2 separate regions of the Hordeum vulgare genome follow, and region 1 is linked to region 2. The links are chromatin contacts, called in public Hi-C maps. All regions are on one chromosome and are shown on one strand. Each heading gives the region's core, a stretch centred on a gene start, on an enhancer-like site or on the middle of the called end of the contact. The rest is flanking DNA. Distances are from core to core; before and after follow the strand shown. Region 1 holds the start of LOC123445058. Region 2 holds the start of LOC123445055 (protein SEMI-ROLLED LEAF 2).

The links. Hi-C and Micro-C count contacts between places; a contact is called where the count stands out from the background.
Region 1: a contact with region 2 is called in a Hi-C map of leaf, with 2.7 times the contacts expected there. The contact joins the promoter of LOC123445058 here to the promoter of LOC123445055 in region 2. A contact is called at or near these places in 2 of 6 Hi-C or Micro-C datasets (leaf and seedling) and 1 of 1 datasets of contacts at active chromatin or transcription factors (embryo).

Annotation. Positions count from the first base shown.
Region 1 is chr3H:559,697,607-559,704,866 of MorexV3_pseudomolecules_assembly, reverse strand. LOC123445058 reads right to left here and starts at 4,178. Exons shown (of 15, transcript XM_045121983.1): 1 at 3,669-4,178; 2 at 641-899; 3 at 470-564; 4 at 337-386. The coding sequence starts at 3,792.
Region 2 is chr3H:559,504,480-559,512,118 of MorexV3_pseudomolecules_assembly, reverse strand. It overlaps LOC123445055 (protein SEMI-ROLLED LEAF 2), which reads left to right and starts at 1,340. Exons shown (of 20, transcript XM_045121979.1): 1 at 1,340-1,414; 2 at 1,501-2,081; 3 at 2,193-2,267; 4 at 2,659-2,774; 5 at 2,854-2,968; 6 at 3,057-3,185; 7 at 3,805-3,852; 8 at 4,223-4,362; 9 at 4,441-4,637; 10 at 4,764-5,056; 11 at 5,148-5,297; 12 at 5,386-5,766; 13 at 5,863-6,012; 14 at 6,749-6,824; 3 more. The coding sequence starts at 1,947.

The sequences.
Region 1 (7,260 bases), core at 2,929-5,428, 190 kb before region 2:
CAATCTTTGACTTGCATAAACAACCTTAATTTCAACGAATTAGCACATTTATTATGTAACGAACCGAATATAACCCAATATAAATGACTTCTGTTTCAATGAATTAGCACATTTATTATGTAAGGAACCAAAATAAACCAATACAGCTGGAAGACAAATGCAGATAATTTCAAGAACAAATAAATGCATGTCACACTCAGAACCATTGACCAACTGTCCAATGCCATCCTCCAAATGATCCTATACGCCTTAACAGCATGCAGAATATAATGCGCAATGTGCACCACAAATGTTTGCAGCAGACACATGGAAAAAGGTTAATTAAGTTAAGATTACCTCCTCCAAATCAAAACCCATATGTGAAGAACTGCCATCACCAAATCTTTCTGTACATTTAGAAATGCTTACATCATTAACAGATAAGTTCATAATTTCAAAAGTAAAAGATGTGAACACAGAAAGAACCAACCATCTAAACCAAATTCAGATGTTGAATATCCTGTTCTCTCTGGGTTGTCTTGCAGGGTAATCTGTTCTTTTGAGCTTATATGATGATCAATGTCCCTGGAGCATGGTGAAGTCTTTAGACAACTGAAGGGCATATTTTAAACAAACATCACACCAAGAGTTGTGACCTTACCCCTCAAATTCAGCCTCCGGTAACTCAAAATCATCAAGGTGGAATGTCTCAGGAAGTGTTATAGAATGATATGGAGCAGTTGATTCTTCAGGGGGGAGATCAACAGCAGCAGACCTAAATGCTTGTTTTATCTTGAGCAAAGCTTCACTGCAATCATGAAATAGGTAGTTGACCTTCCGAGAATAGATTCTGACCACGCCTACCATAAGATGGCTGGATAATCGCAGCGCAATCGGAACCTCAGGGAATATAATTGAATCTGCAGGAATATTAATAATTAGCACTCTGCTAAAAATAAGAGCATGGAACAGAGAAATGAGAAATATCAGGACAAAACAGCACTTCTATCCAAAAGTATATCAATTGCCATAGAGATTGTTTCAGAGATGAGCGGTTGGTTGCCCTGTCAAGCTGACTCATAGTACAGTAACAAACTAACAACATTCTCTAGTTCCTTCGAAATAAGTATGCGCCAGTCATAAAGTGCTGATTTCTTTGACTTGTGAGTTTATGTTTGTATAAAATCTTCCTGCGATAACCCACCAAACAGTTGATTAATTAATTAGAAATATTAAATCCATGTGAGAGATCATTGTTTCCATATACTGGAAACTTGAGATAAATCTTCCCACCGATTAACTTTCTGAGCTGACTCTTGCCAAGGGATGGTGCACTCGTGATTTGTGATTATCCGTGCCATCTCTTCACGAATAAGTACGATTACATGTGTCAACGACGCAGTTTATGGAGCACGATGGCTCAGCCAAAATGATAAAAGCCTACAGCAAAGAATGACAGAAAAGTAGCATCTGCATGAGATCAAAAGAGTCCGACCTGACACTACACCGCTTGACTCATGACATAGTAGACTACTTCTTTCAACAAAAAGATAAACTATCCACACAGAATATTTTTTTTCGTAAAAGAAAATTATACCTACCAATTTTATTTGCCAAAATGATAATCGTTAACAGGAAATTCCATAATAATTACTGCCAATACCTCTGGACACAATTATGCATGTGCATGCTAAGAACAAGAAAGCAACAATTCTCAAGAAAAAATTCTAGGTTAAGACATAATAGAAGTACACGTGATTTTTTGTTCGATATTTTACGGCTCCACGCCCCTTGGTAAAAATATGTAATCATGACATATGTTATACTGAAATTGGAATAAAATTTCTAGTAGTCTTAGCTACCTAAAATCATTATAAACCTAGCCTGACGCTACATGAAAGTAACAGGAAATTATTTATTTATTTATGTGTGTGTGTGTGTGTGTGTGTGTGTGTGTGTGTCAGGATTGCTGCACAACGTAAAACTAGATGAAGTTTTCTTGGATCAACTTCCAAGACCTATTTGTCTCATCCAAGGTTTCTCACCAAGAAGTGTTACAGTTACACATCATACTGCCTCATTCCTTCAAGTCCATGGTTCCTCGTAATATTGAGCATCATGTGTTAAATGTTATACTTCAAATGGATAGTGAGATGGATTAGTTGGCAACCTTTGGAGCATTTCAGCATTATCATTGTCTACAAGAAGAAGTGGGGGTATTTTTTTACTTTAAAATTTAAATGGAAGCATCATCTTTACATTCAGCAACAGACCATTGCGTATGAAGAAAGAAAGTAAATGTGATCAATCATCATTCAAACCTCCAAAGATAATAGGGTTGTGGATTGCTACCTCACAATACGCTCCAAGATCACTTCAAAGTTACAAAACTTTTCGGCTTTCAAGCAATAGGCAATACACATGCTATTCAGTTCTTTAACTTTCTATTTGTTGGCTTTCCTTTCATTGCATTGTCTTCGTGTACTCTGTCTGGATATTAAACATACTCTCCTTGTGTTGTAGTCTGGCCTTTTCTTTAAATTATTATTGGTACACCATTTATTCTCTACAGGATTGTAAACAGAAAATGGTTCCAAAGTGCAACAATAGCTAAAGCACACATTTACTGGAAGTCTACCCTCTCACTTTATGCTTCATTTCAGTACATGTAAAACAAAGAAAATCAAATTATCTGTATCAAGAAAAATAAAACAAATACCCATTTGAGGAGGTTAAATTTGAAACAGACTATGCTGAAGAAAACTCTCATGTGTGTTTTCAAACATGGTCGGAACGTGTGGGTTCTGTAAATCGCTGCTCATCGCATGTACAATGCATAAACACACTTCCCCAAAACAGATACGACAAAACACAAAAACTAGTCAAGGAGTAGTCTGCCTAGAAAGGTGAACCATTCTGCTTAGGGCATAGCACGTAGACAACCACACATGAGACACAAGGCATCAGGAAGCTGACAACATTCTCGGACTATAAGCTTTACCTAACCGCTATGATAGACTTTACAAGTCCACCAGTGCCTAGTTCTTCAAACGAAGTCCACCGATAGCCGTGGATACAAAAATAATTTTTGTAACTCTTGGTGACCTAGCAACTAGTGAGTATCAAGGTGACATTTCCTTTCGCTCCTCGAAAGCAATGAACCACAATAGGAAAGCTCTAAAAGCATGGCCCTTTTCAAGATTTCATTGAGTCTATATAGAAATGCACCTGGACCGTTAACATTATTTAACTAACAAATCAAATGGGTTGTAAACTTCTACACTACTCAGACAGTAGCAAGGAGACAAATACCATGTAGTGCAATACCGAATAATCCAGCAGTAGAGGATATACAAAAAAAAAATCAGCTTATTGGCATACTCGGCAACTAATTGCACGTCCGCTGGTGACGAGCAGGAGCTAGTTAGACTAGCAGCCGGGAAAAAGGTAACACCTTTACTAATCCACTAGCAATAACTACGCAATAAGCATACAGCAACGCCATAAACACGCCAAATATGGCAAATTTTAAGTGTTGACAGATACAGCAGCAATGAGCGTTAGCGAAAGAGCATAATTATTATTTTTCCGCCACTCTGCATGGCTGCCAGGGCATATCGTGGAGGAAGTATGCATATTACAACAGGAAATGAAGCTCCAGATCCGAAGGAGCAGCGGAAACCACCCACCTACGGAGACGCCGATGTCGGTGTCCGTGACCTGGTTCTTGCGGAGCTTCCGCTCCAAGTGCGCGGCGATCCATATGGTCCCGAGGGGGCCCTTCTTGGCCAAGATGAACTGCGAGTAGAACATCTCCGGCCGCGCTCCTCGCTAACGGAGCGCGCAGCACGAAACCCTAGCCTAGCCTGAGCTCAGCTCACCTCGGCTCCCCGACGGACAGGGAAGAGCAGACAAGCTCCGGCGTTCACGACATCCCCCCGCCCCTGCCACCGGAAATCCAGGCCCTAGGCAGCCGGCCGCGCGCTGGCGGCTCCAATCGGCCGGAACCGCGAGCTCCGGCAGGGCGGAATGCGAAATGGAAACCCTAATCTGGCGGTGGGAGCTTGGGGAGGGGAGTGGAAACCCTAGAATTGGGCGGAGCCGGGGGCCGGGGCGCGCGGGAGGGGGTGGGGATCTGGGGATTCGGCGGGCCGCGTGAGCGATTTGGGAGCTGGGCGGGGGAAAATTGGAATCTTTGGGGGGGAGTTGAACTTGACAGTGTGTGGACTCGCACTCGCAGTCGCAGGGAGAGAGGAGGGGGAAGAGGGCTCGCCGAAGCAAAAGTGCTACACGCTTCGCCGCCGCGCCCCCGAAAAGCTTACAAACTAAGTTTGGCCCCTCCCGCTGCTTGCCTCGGGGGGCGTTTATGTTCGTCGCGTGATAGCTCGGGGGGTGTGGCGTAAGAAGGGCGGGCAGGTAATAAATGTGCGGTCGCCGGGACGAGAAAAACCGCGCGAGAAATCGTGTGGCCGTGTGGCTGCCGTCGGATCGGGGGAAGAGGGGTGTCCTGTCCGTCCGACCGTGTCGGGAGAGGAACGTGTCGTATCGGGTGGGGAGGCACGCGCGTCTGGCGCCGTGGGATGGAAGCTACTTCTGCGTACCGGTTCAGGCGCCTGTTTTGGCAAAGTGGTTCGTGCCGGCCACGTAGTACTTCCTCCGGTCCGGCGCAGGGGCCCGATATGGAAACGCAAGTGATCAAGACAATGGCGTGGATCTTGCAGGAATGTCCGGGTTAGCCTTTCGGCCAGGAGGCCAGAAATAGAAACCTGGGTAGTTAACACAGAACAAGTGAATTTCCAAACCAAAAATAAAAAAAACAGAACAAGTGAGTTTTGAATACACTATTAATAAATATTGGATTAATTTTCGATTGAGAGGCAGATATACTAGAAGTGCAGGTAATTAAGGTTAGTTTTTTTTCACTCATCTTAATGACGGTTGCGATGGCGGGAAAAAAGTCTCCGTCATACGTTGTATTGATGATGTTGGAAATAAGGTTTCTCGTTTTGCTTCTTAATTGCATTGCTCGTTTTTTTGGTCTATACTCGCGTTTGCATGTCAAGCGGAGTGCCTTGGTGAACCGAGACGAGCCAGCGTTGACGCCTTACTTGACGTTACCAGTTTAAGCTAAGTGGGTCAGCGGGGGGTTAGAACATGTTTTGTATCTTTGTACTACTTTGCACTGATAGCAAGTCAAAGGGGGCATCGGAGGCATGTATAACCGTATGCTCTCGATACCTTGTAGAGTTGTAGATTTGGCCTAAACGTTAGACGTGTGACTTGTGGAAGTGCATCTAGCTAGAACCTAATTGATTTTTGACGTTGGTGATGACAGATAAATGAACTAACGAGACCACTAAAATGCATGACGGATCTTAGTATCAACTATGAAAATTGTCGAGCATAGATGAAAATCAAAAAGGTGAAAACAAAACTCAAGCGTCTTTGCACATAGGTTATTTGTAGTGTTTATTTACTTTTCTTGAGTTAAGGAATTCCACACTATTTAATAAGGGATTTAGTTGATGAAGTCCTTCGACGAAACATCTCCATGCCATATAGCCTTTCCCTTCACCAAATAGTTCAAAGACGAAAAACCATAAATCCTAGTTGTTCTCCATGTTGAAGTGTTGCTCTTAGCAACCTGATACGTCCATTTTGTATCATGAATTTTTATTGATATTTGTCTTATTATTGTTCATTATTTCATATTATTGTGTAATTCTTATGACTTTTCTCTCTAAATATGTAAGGTACGTTACGAAGAGGGGAGTATCTCGAAACTGGAATTCTCGACCGAGATACCGAGAAAAAGGCAGAAAAATCAAGTTGCCCCAAATGACCTGAAACTTCACGGAGATTTTATCTGGGATATATAACAATTATTGAGTCAAAAATACACCGCATAGGGACAGCCACATAGGCACAAGACAACAGGGTGCGCCTCCCCCCCCCCCCCCGAGGTCGCGCCCTTATGGCTTGTGGGGCCCTTGTTGATCCTCTGACGCCTTTCTTCTCCTATATGGTGTGTTTTACCCTAGAAAAAATCAAGACATAACTTTCGGGACGAAGCGCCGCCATCTCGAGGCGGAAACTTGGGCATAGGCCCTTTTGCTCTCGGGGAGAGCGATTCTGCCGGAGGAATTCCTCTTCGGGAGGGGGAAATCGAAGCCATCGTCATCACCAACACTTCCTCCTTCGTGGGAGGACTAATCTTCATCAACATCTTCACCAACAACATCTCATCTCCACCCCTAGTTCATCTCGTGTATTCAATCTTTGTCTCAAAATCTCAGATTGGTATCTCTAGGTTGCTAGTTGTAATTACATCTTGTAGGTGATGCTAGTTGGATTACTTGGTGGAAGACATAATGTTCAGATCCTTGATCATATTTATTACACCTCTGATGTTGAACATGTTGATGAGGTGTGACTAGTTACTATTGTTCCTTAGGACATGGGAGAAGTCCAGTTATAAGTAATCATATAAAGTTGGCATTCGTTCGATATTTTGATGATATGTATGTTGTTACTTTATTTAGTTGTGTCATATGAACGTCGACTACCTGACACTTCACCATGTTATGGGCCTAACGGAAGTCATTGTGGAGTAATAAGTAGATGATGGGTTGCAAGAGTGACTGTCGTGGTTTCTATCACGGCATATGTCCTCGTGAGAGAACTTAGGTGTGAGGCCATCGCAGCTATCTGGCAGCATGAGAGGGGTTGGTCGGAATCGAGAGACGCGAGTTTACCCAGGTTCGGCCCCTCCGATGGAGGTAAAAGCCTACGTCCTGCTTGTGCTTCATTGATCAAGGTGATGATCTCGATTACATGGGTGCGGAATCGCTACCTCCAATCTCGAGGGTGTCTAATATGTCTATCTCTAATGACTTGAACTTATGAATCTTGTCCCTCTCGGGGCGGCTTACCCCTCCTTATATAGGTGGAAGGGGTAGGTTTACATGTAGAGTCCTACTAGGAGTAGGAATAGGACTAGTCTCTCTTGAATCCTAATCCGGGTCTTGTTTCCTTCTTGTGGGAGTCTTTCCTCTTCTTTGGGCCTTCTCTTGTTAGCTAACCCTCCTGACCTCTCTATGAGTCGCCTTATGCCAGGGTGTATGTAGGGCCTTGGGTCTTCGGTCTTGTCATTCGTTTGACCTGCCTACCGGGTCACCAGTGAGTCGCCAAGCTCGGGCGGGTCACGAGTGAGCCGCACTTCTCGACCGGGGGAAACTTCAAGAAGGGTTACACCGCTGGGTATATCCCCGACATTAGCCC
Region 2 (7,639 bases), core at 91-2,590:
CCCACCAATGTTGTCGTGGCCGGCAACGGCGTTCCCCTCTCAACCTTGAGGCTACATGGAACCAACCGAACACATTATTTTTAGAAGAACACACTGAAATGTTCATGCGGTGAAGAATATGAAATGTGGGCTCAGTTGTTCTCCACGCAAAGACACTCCTTCCGCTTCACAATGTAGTGCGTATTAGTCAAGCATGACTATCTTTGACCAGGTTTATTGAATAAATTATCAACAACTAACGTTCTAGTAGACAAAATATAAAAGTATACTTCATGATGAATTTAAGGAAAATGATTACCTTCATCCGACCGATCATGTGCAAGCTTCTACCATCTTCATGTCCGTTGGATGGTTCTTAATCATATGGTGAGGAACCAAACCCTTAGTATCAACGTTCTGTAACTGGTCTATTATTTCAAAAATGGTTTTGTAACTAGCCCCTTGTTGCAAACTAACTAAGGACTATATCCCGCAATACAACAAGACCAATGTTACAAAAAGAATTCTTCAACATGACCTATGTTAAAAATATTCCTACAACACAATCTATGTTAAAAAAAACAACAACATAACCTCTATTACGAATGCCTCCGTAACAAGATATTTGCTGTAAAGTAGTGAAGACATTCAACTCATCGATTAGAGCATGTACAACGCTCCACGTTGGACCAATGCCCCAGCACACCACGTCAACTCAAATGCTCCACCTCATCCCAACCTGTCAGATACTAGTCTTGCATTATAAACGTTGTATTTTTTTTTCTTAAAACATGATCAAATACAGCCCTGTTTGACATTGATGTATTAGAAAATCAGTGGAACGGAGGAGGGAGTAGGAGTAGGAGTACATGGCAGTGCCCTAGCCACGTCGGGGCCACAACGTCACCGACACCGTCAACCAAAAATACAAAAATCGAACCGTCGGGGGGCGGATTCGTAACTTCCGCTGGCCAGGCAAGGGCAGCGCAGGACCCAAACGGGCAGGCGGCCTCGCGCAACGTGCCCACCTGTCAGATTCCAGAAAAGAGCAACGAGGCACCTTCTTTTCCTTTTTTGCCGAGAAGCCCCTCGAAGAATTCCCCCGTTCGCACGCACGCACGGTACTACTAGCAGAGAAACCGCAACGCGCTTGCCTCTCCCGAGCCGTGCCCGTGCCGCCGCTATGAATGTTCCGCCGCACCTCCAGCTGCCCGCATTTTACTACTACTAGTCCTCCTCCAACCCCTCCCCCTCCTCCCAGCAGCGGCGAAGACGACAAGGAGCCGACGAGGCGACCGTTGCCCCGTTGTCGCCTCCAGCTGCCCCCACCCACCCGCCCGCCCGCACGCCACGCAGCCGCCCGCCGGCCACCGGATTCGCCCCTCCCCGCCTCTCCCTCGCAGGTGGGTGGATCCGTCGCCGGTTCTCTTACGGGGTTCGCTCCTTGCCTCATTTGCGTTCGGCTGCGATCTGAGTTGTGTGGGACGCTGGTTCTGAGGAGAAAGAGTTGATCTTTGGCAGGGGCTGGATTCGGCCGGGCGTCGGCGGCTGTTCTTGGCGCCGTCGCGCCGCGGCTCGGAGTTCGCCAGAGGGGAACGCCGCGTTCTTTGCCGGATTTGACCCGGGGAATTCGCCGCCTTTTAAAAGTCCCAGCACCGGCCTGGATTAGATTTGGTCAGAGTCAACTCTGACGCGAGGGGAATTCTTGCCGTTTCTTGATCTCAACTAAAGTTTCCAATTGGCTCCGGGAACGTGAGGAAGGCGAGGGGGGCTTCTCTACTCTAGCGCTCCCCTGCTACAACCAATTCGCGTTGCTTCGGCCCAGTCTGATCGAAGTCCAAGGGAGTCCAGTTCTTGGAATCGCCGTCGTAGCAAAGAGGTCGGACGGTTGGGGAGTTGCAGTCTGTGCTGTATCACCACATTTCGGTCGAAAAGCTTCGGAGGCCTTTTGAGGGACGAGGAGAGGGATGGGGGTGATGTCGCGCCGGGTGCTGCCCGCGTGCAGCAGCCTCTGCTACTTCTGCCCCTCGCTGCGGGCAAGGTCACGACAGCCAGTCAAGCGCTACAAGAAGATCATCTCGGAGATCTACCAGCTGCCCGCGGTATGGCCAGCCTGCCTAATACAGTAGCATTCCAATTTTCTAATCATGGTACTATAGTTCTGCATTCAAATGTGTGGGAGTTTGCTAATTGAACTTGGGATGCCGCCTTAGGATGGAGAACCGAATGACAGAAGGATCGGCAAACTCTGTGATTATGTCTCGAGAAATCCAACCCGCATACCAAAGGTAACAACACATTCGGCATCCGCCCTGTTTTTCTTATTATCGTCCAATTCCTGTTACTGGAGTTGCTTGAGACTGGAGCCAGGCCAGGGGAAGAAACTGAATTCAGTAATGCAACGTAGAGATTCTTATACTGGACCAAGTAGTCACCTTCTTGTTACTTCTGTGCTCACCAGTGATTACCACTCTACAATTGTCTTTACTGCAATGAGCCAATGTCCATTGTTCTTGCAAGTTCTTGGTAAATCCGTTGTTACTTCCATAGTTCGCACCACATCGGAATGATGCTTAGCTAATTGCCTGTTCAGGATTTAATAGTTAAGATTTGAAGAAGCAAAATTATGAATGAGCAAACTTTGTAAGACCGGATTTAAGTGTACTCCTGTGTCTGCAGATCACAGAGTATCTTGAGCAGAGATGCTATAAAGAACTGAGACATGAGAATTTTACCCTGGCCAAAGTTGTTCCTTGCATATATAGGAAACTTCTGCGTTCATGCAAGGAGCATTCGTAAGTGCAAATGTTGATGTTGTTTTTTCATTGATGCATTCGTGACTAACCTTGGCTAACAGACTGATTTCTTGTTCAGACCATTGCTGGCCACAAGCACATTGTGTATTGTCCGCACTCTTCTAGATCAGAAATCAAGTGATGATTTGCAGATCCTGGGTTGTCTATTGCTTGTTGACTTTCTTGATGGCCAGGTTATTAGCGTAACACATACCAACTTAGATTTAATTTATCTTCTAGGTACTTGCAATCTGCTTATTTTTAAATTGAATGTTTATATAGGTTGACAGCACACATATGTTTAGTTTAGAAGGCATGATACCAAAACTATGCAAAATTGCTCAAGAACTAAGGGAAGATGACCAAGGGATCCGACTTCGATCTGCTGCACTCCAAGCTCTTGCTTCAATGGTAAGACAAATGACAATCTATTGCTTAATTGCTCTGATGAGAAGGGCAAGGCTGTTGTATGTTTGCCAGTCATTTGAGGGCTTATATTTTACAGTTGTGTTAAACCAGGAATAATCATGTAGAACAAATGAACTAATTACCATTTCCATCCATTATACAATTTCACGTGCTTCATAAATATGAACTTTTGTACCTCAACTATATGTTTTCAACTTTTCAAGGCTTTCAACAGATAACGAGACATTATTATATAGGCTCTATATCCATCTTTCACTTTCGGTGGAACAAATACAGTTTTTGTGCATCGTGCTGATATCTTGCCATGCTATGTTTTGTTATAGTACTGTACTTTGTAACAAAATGTGAAGATAAAAAAAAAGTTTTATGGTTATATTATCTGCATTACCTGTTCTTCCCAGTAAGTACTTTCACAGGAGTAGAAGTGATTAAGCTGGGAAAATATATTTTGTATCACAGTCTGACTGTTCAACCACTTGTAATCTTTACTTTCTCTGCATTACTGTTTCTTCCCAGCAAGTAATATCATAGGAGTAGAAGTGATTAACTGTAGAAAATATATTTTCTATTGCATTTTGACTGTTTGACCACCTGTAATCAGGTCGAATACATGGGTGACCACTCGCATATCTCAATGGAACTTGATGACGTAAGTCCTTGTTGCTTTTAATATTATGCATGCTGGATACTTTCTTTGGTATTTTTTTTCCTGTATGGATTTCTTATCTAGTAGAAATAGGATCATCGATTAGTGGAAAGAGATATAAGTATAATCAAAGTTCTGAAATAGCATGTATTCAAAGTGGACCAGAAACAACCATTCATGAAGCAATCAAAGTTCTTCAGTGAATTCTTAAATAGCATGTCTACCGTACTTAATACAGCAAAAGTACACTAATTTAATTCAAAGTGGACCAGAAACAACCATTCACGAAGCAAAATGTTAGCATAGATGTTTCAGCTCAAACAGCATCTCAATCCGGGGATCTAATTAAATTCCAATTCATTCTTGAACCCAGGTTGTCTCAGTGATAATAAGCTGTTATGAGGCTAACCAAACTCTGTCAATAAAAGAGGTAGTCAGATTTCAAGATGATGATGATTTGACAACGTTGGCAGTATCTGGGCAAAATAATGCCAAAGTGGCATCTGATACAATGTGAGATCTTCTGCTCATTACCATTTTTAGACAGCAATGCACCTTTTTTATCTCTTTAATAATTTAATGTGTTAGCAGGGCTGCATCTGAGAATCCAGCACACTGGGCAAGGGTTTGCTTGCGTAACATGGCCAATATCGCAAAGGAGGCAACAACAGTGCGGCGTATTCTTGATCCTCTGTTTCGCCTTTTCGATAGCCACAACTATTGGTCACCTGAAAATGGGGTTGCACTTTCTGTTCTACAAGAAATGCAAACACTGATGGACAAATCAGGTGCAGCAATTTTCTCCCATGTAATTTGTTTGCTTGTTTTTCCCTTCCATTGCTGCACTGCTGCTTTTCAGTTGGAAGCATTGAGAGAGATTCAATACTCTGTTAAATCTTGTTTTATACTTGCAGGGCAAAATGGCCATTTGCTGCTATCTTTTACGATAAAGCACATTGATCATAAAAGTGTTGCTAAGATGCCCACCAAGCAAATCAGCATCGTAAAAGTTGCTTCTCATCTTGCAAAGCAGGCAAAGTCGCATGCATCAGTAACAATAGCGAGTGCAATCAGCGATTTAGTGAAACACTTGAGAAAATGTATGTACCGTGCTGTTGAAGCATCAAATGCTGAAGCTGATATTGACAAGTGGAACAGTGAACTTTATGTGGCCTTGGAGGAGTGTCTGGTGCAATTGACAGAGAAGGTTATTGTAATCTTTCAGCACTTCATTGCATGCCTACTTTCCTGCTTTAGTGTATAAATCTGTAAGAACAGTTTTTCGTTGTGCTGATTAGGTTGGGGATGTTGGTCCTATTCTTGACATGGTCAGCGTAATGCTCGAGAATCTCTCGTACACTCCCAACATCGCCAGGACAACAGTGTCATCTGTTTACCGCACAGCACAAATAGCAGCTTATGTGTACAAGTCATCATACAACCAGAAAGTATGTTTTTGATATTCCCACTACTGTGGAGAAATGATTTAGAATTAGGACATCAATATTAATTGGCATTTCCTTGTACATGTCTCAGGCATTTCCAGAAGCTTTGTATCACCAGCTTCTCTTAGCAATGATGCACCCAGACAATAAGACAAGGATTGGCTCACACCGTGTTTTATCCACCATTGTCGCGCCTTCACTGTTATGCCCATGGTCAGCCATAGGTTTTCCTGTCCCAATGAAGGCCAATGGGTCACGGAGTGTGCTTTTGTTGGCACTATCAGCTTTCTCTTCTGAGACCATAATGGATGAACTGCAGTCTAAAAGCAGGATCAAGGAATCCTTGCAGGAAAACGAGAAACCAGAAGCTGTGGTAAGTGTTGAAAATGGATATGCACATACAGAACCAAATACAAGGCAGTCTTCAGGGAGCCCATATTTCAACGATCGTCTTTCCACATTTAAAGATGAAGTATGAAGTCCAGCTAGCTGAGTACTTTACTTCTTACCTTAAGAGTTTTTGACCACCCAACTGATACAACATCTTATTTTCCTTGCATCTGAGCAGAACTTGAAGTTAATGAAGTTGAACAATGGCCAACTTGTTCTTCTTCTTTCATCTATTTGGAGTCAAGCATCCCTGGAAGATAACTTACCTTCAAACTTTGAGACAATGGGCCATACTTTTAATGTTGCTTTGTTGTGTTCGAAAGCAAAAGTAAGTTGAGCTTTGTACAATATATTCTTGCTACCCACTGTTCAAGAAGACCATATCTCAAATAGAGGAATTTGTTCATACCCCCTGTGGACTATTACCACATTCTAGATCCGTTATCAGTTAGCGCTTTGTGATCCTCATTTCAAAGCTTGATAATATCAATTGTACAGTGCAGCCATATCTAAAACATGGTCAATGTAGTCTGTATTAGTTCATTCCTAATGCATATAACAACTAACATACATTCCAATGGATTAGTAGGTAAATATGGATTGATCCATCACAGAGAGCACAATGCTGCATAGTGTAGAGGCATAAAATATGTGAATCTGAAACCAATATCTCAAGATAGATAGTAGGGTTACAGCCCGTCCGAGGCTACTTATGATTACCTTGAAATGATATCCGATTTATAAGGCTGTTGCTTTGTTCTGAATCTGCTGGAGTGATGGCATCACACAGTTGGAATCGGTTGAGTCAGTTTAACCAATATTTTGCACACCATTTTGAATTTGTTCTGAAGGCACTGGAATGATCATGGCACAAAGTTAGAATCCATTGAGTCATTTTAACCAGAATTTTGCACACCATTTGAATTTTTCTACAAGATACGTATAACATTTGTATATTTTATTGATGTTGGAAGCATGAAACTTATTTTACATTCTCAGAATATTGAACCAGAGATACTGCCATGTTATGTACTGTTTAAGTGACCAGTTAAGTTTTATGACAGACCTCCAGTCATGTGGCACTAGTTCGATGTTTCCAGTTGGCTTTCTCTCTCAGGAGGTTGTCTCTGAACCAAGATAGTAAGTTGCTGCAACATTGCCTCCCAGACCAAAGAGTTGTTAGTTTTTTATTGTCTACTAAAAAAGAAAAGATAATGTCCTCCATATTCGTATGGAACATATTTATGACAGTATGGCAGTTGAATTCTGGCTTGATCTCAGTATAACAGTTGAATTCATTGCTTGATCTCATATTTTTCTTTTTCCACTGTAAATGAAGATGTTGCGCAACCATCTCGGAGAAGGTGTTTATTTACAATGGCATCAGCAATGCTTATCTTTTCAGCAAAAGTTGCTGATATTCCTCAGATAATCCATCTTGTCAAAGCCGCAGTGCCAGAGGAAATGGTCTGTTGATATCCACCATGTGAACATTTCATTTGGATGGTCTACCCTCAATCCCACATAGGCTCTATATAATTAGTATGAGCTATAATGTGCTTTGTTAATTTTGCAGGTTGACCCTCATCTTTGCCTGATTGATGACTGCAGACTCACTGTTACTTCTGCACAATCTTCTAAGAGTGAAATGCTTTACGGTTCTGAGGAAGATGAAAGTGAGGCACAAGTTTTTCTTTCAGCTGTAAATAAGGATGATACACAGTTAAAAGACATTGTGATATCTCACTTCAAGAGAAAATTTGAAAATTTACCAGAGGTGTGTAGATTTAGATTTACTTGACCACTCTATTTCTGTGATTTAGCTAGCTGTACAGAATCAAGAGCATAACTGGTAATCTTACGGATTGCAGAAGTTTGATGGGATAGAAGAACAGCTTCTTCAAGAGTTCTCCCTAGATGATTCATTTCCTCTCGGTGCTCCACTATTCATGGAG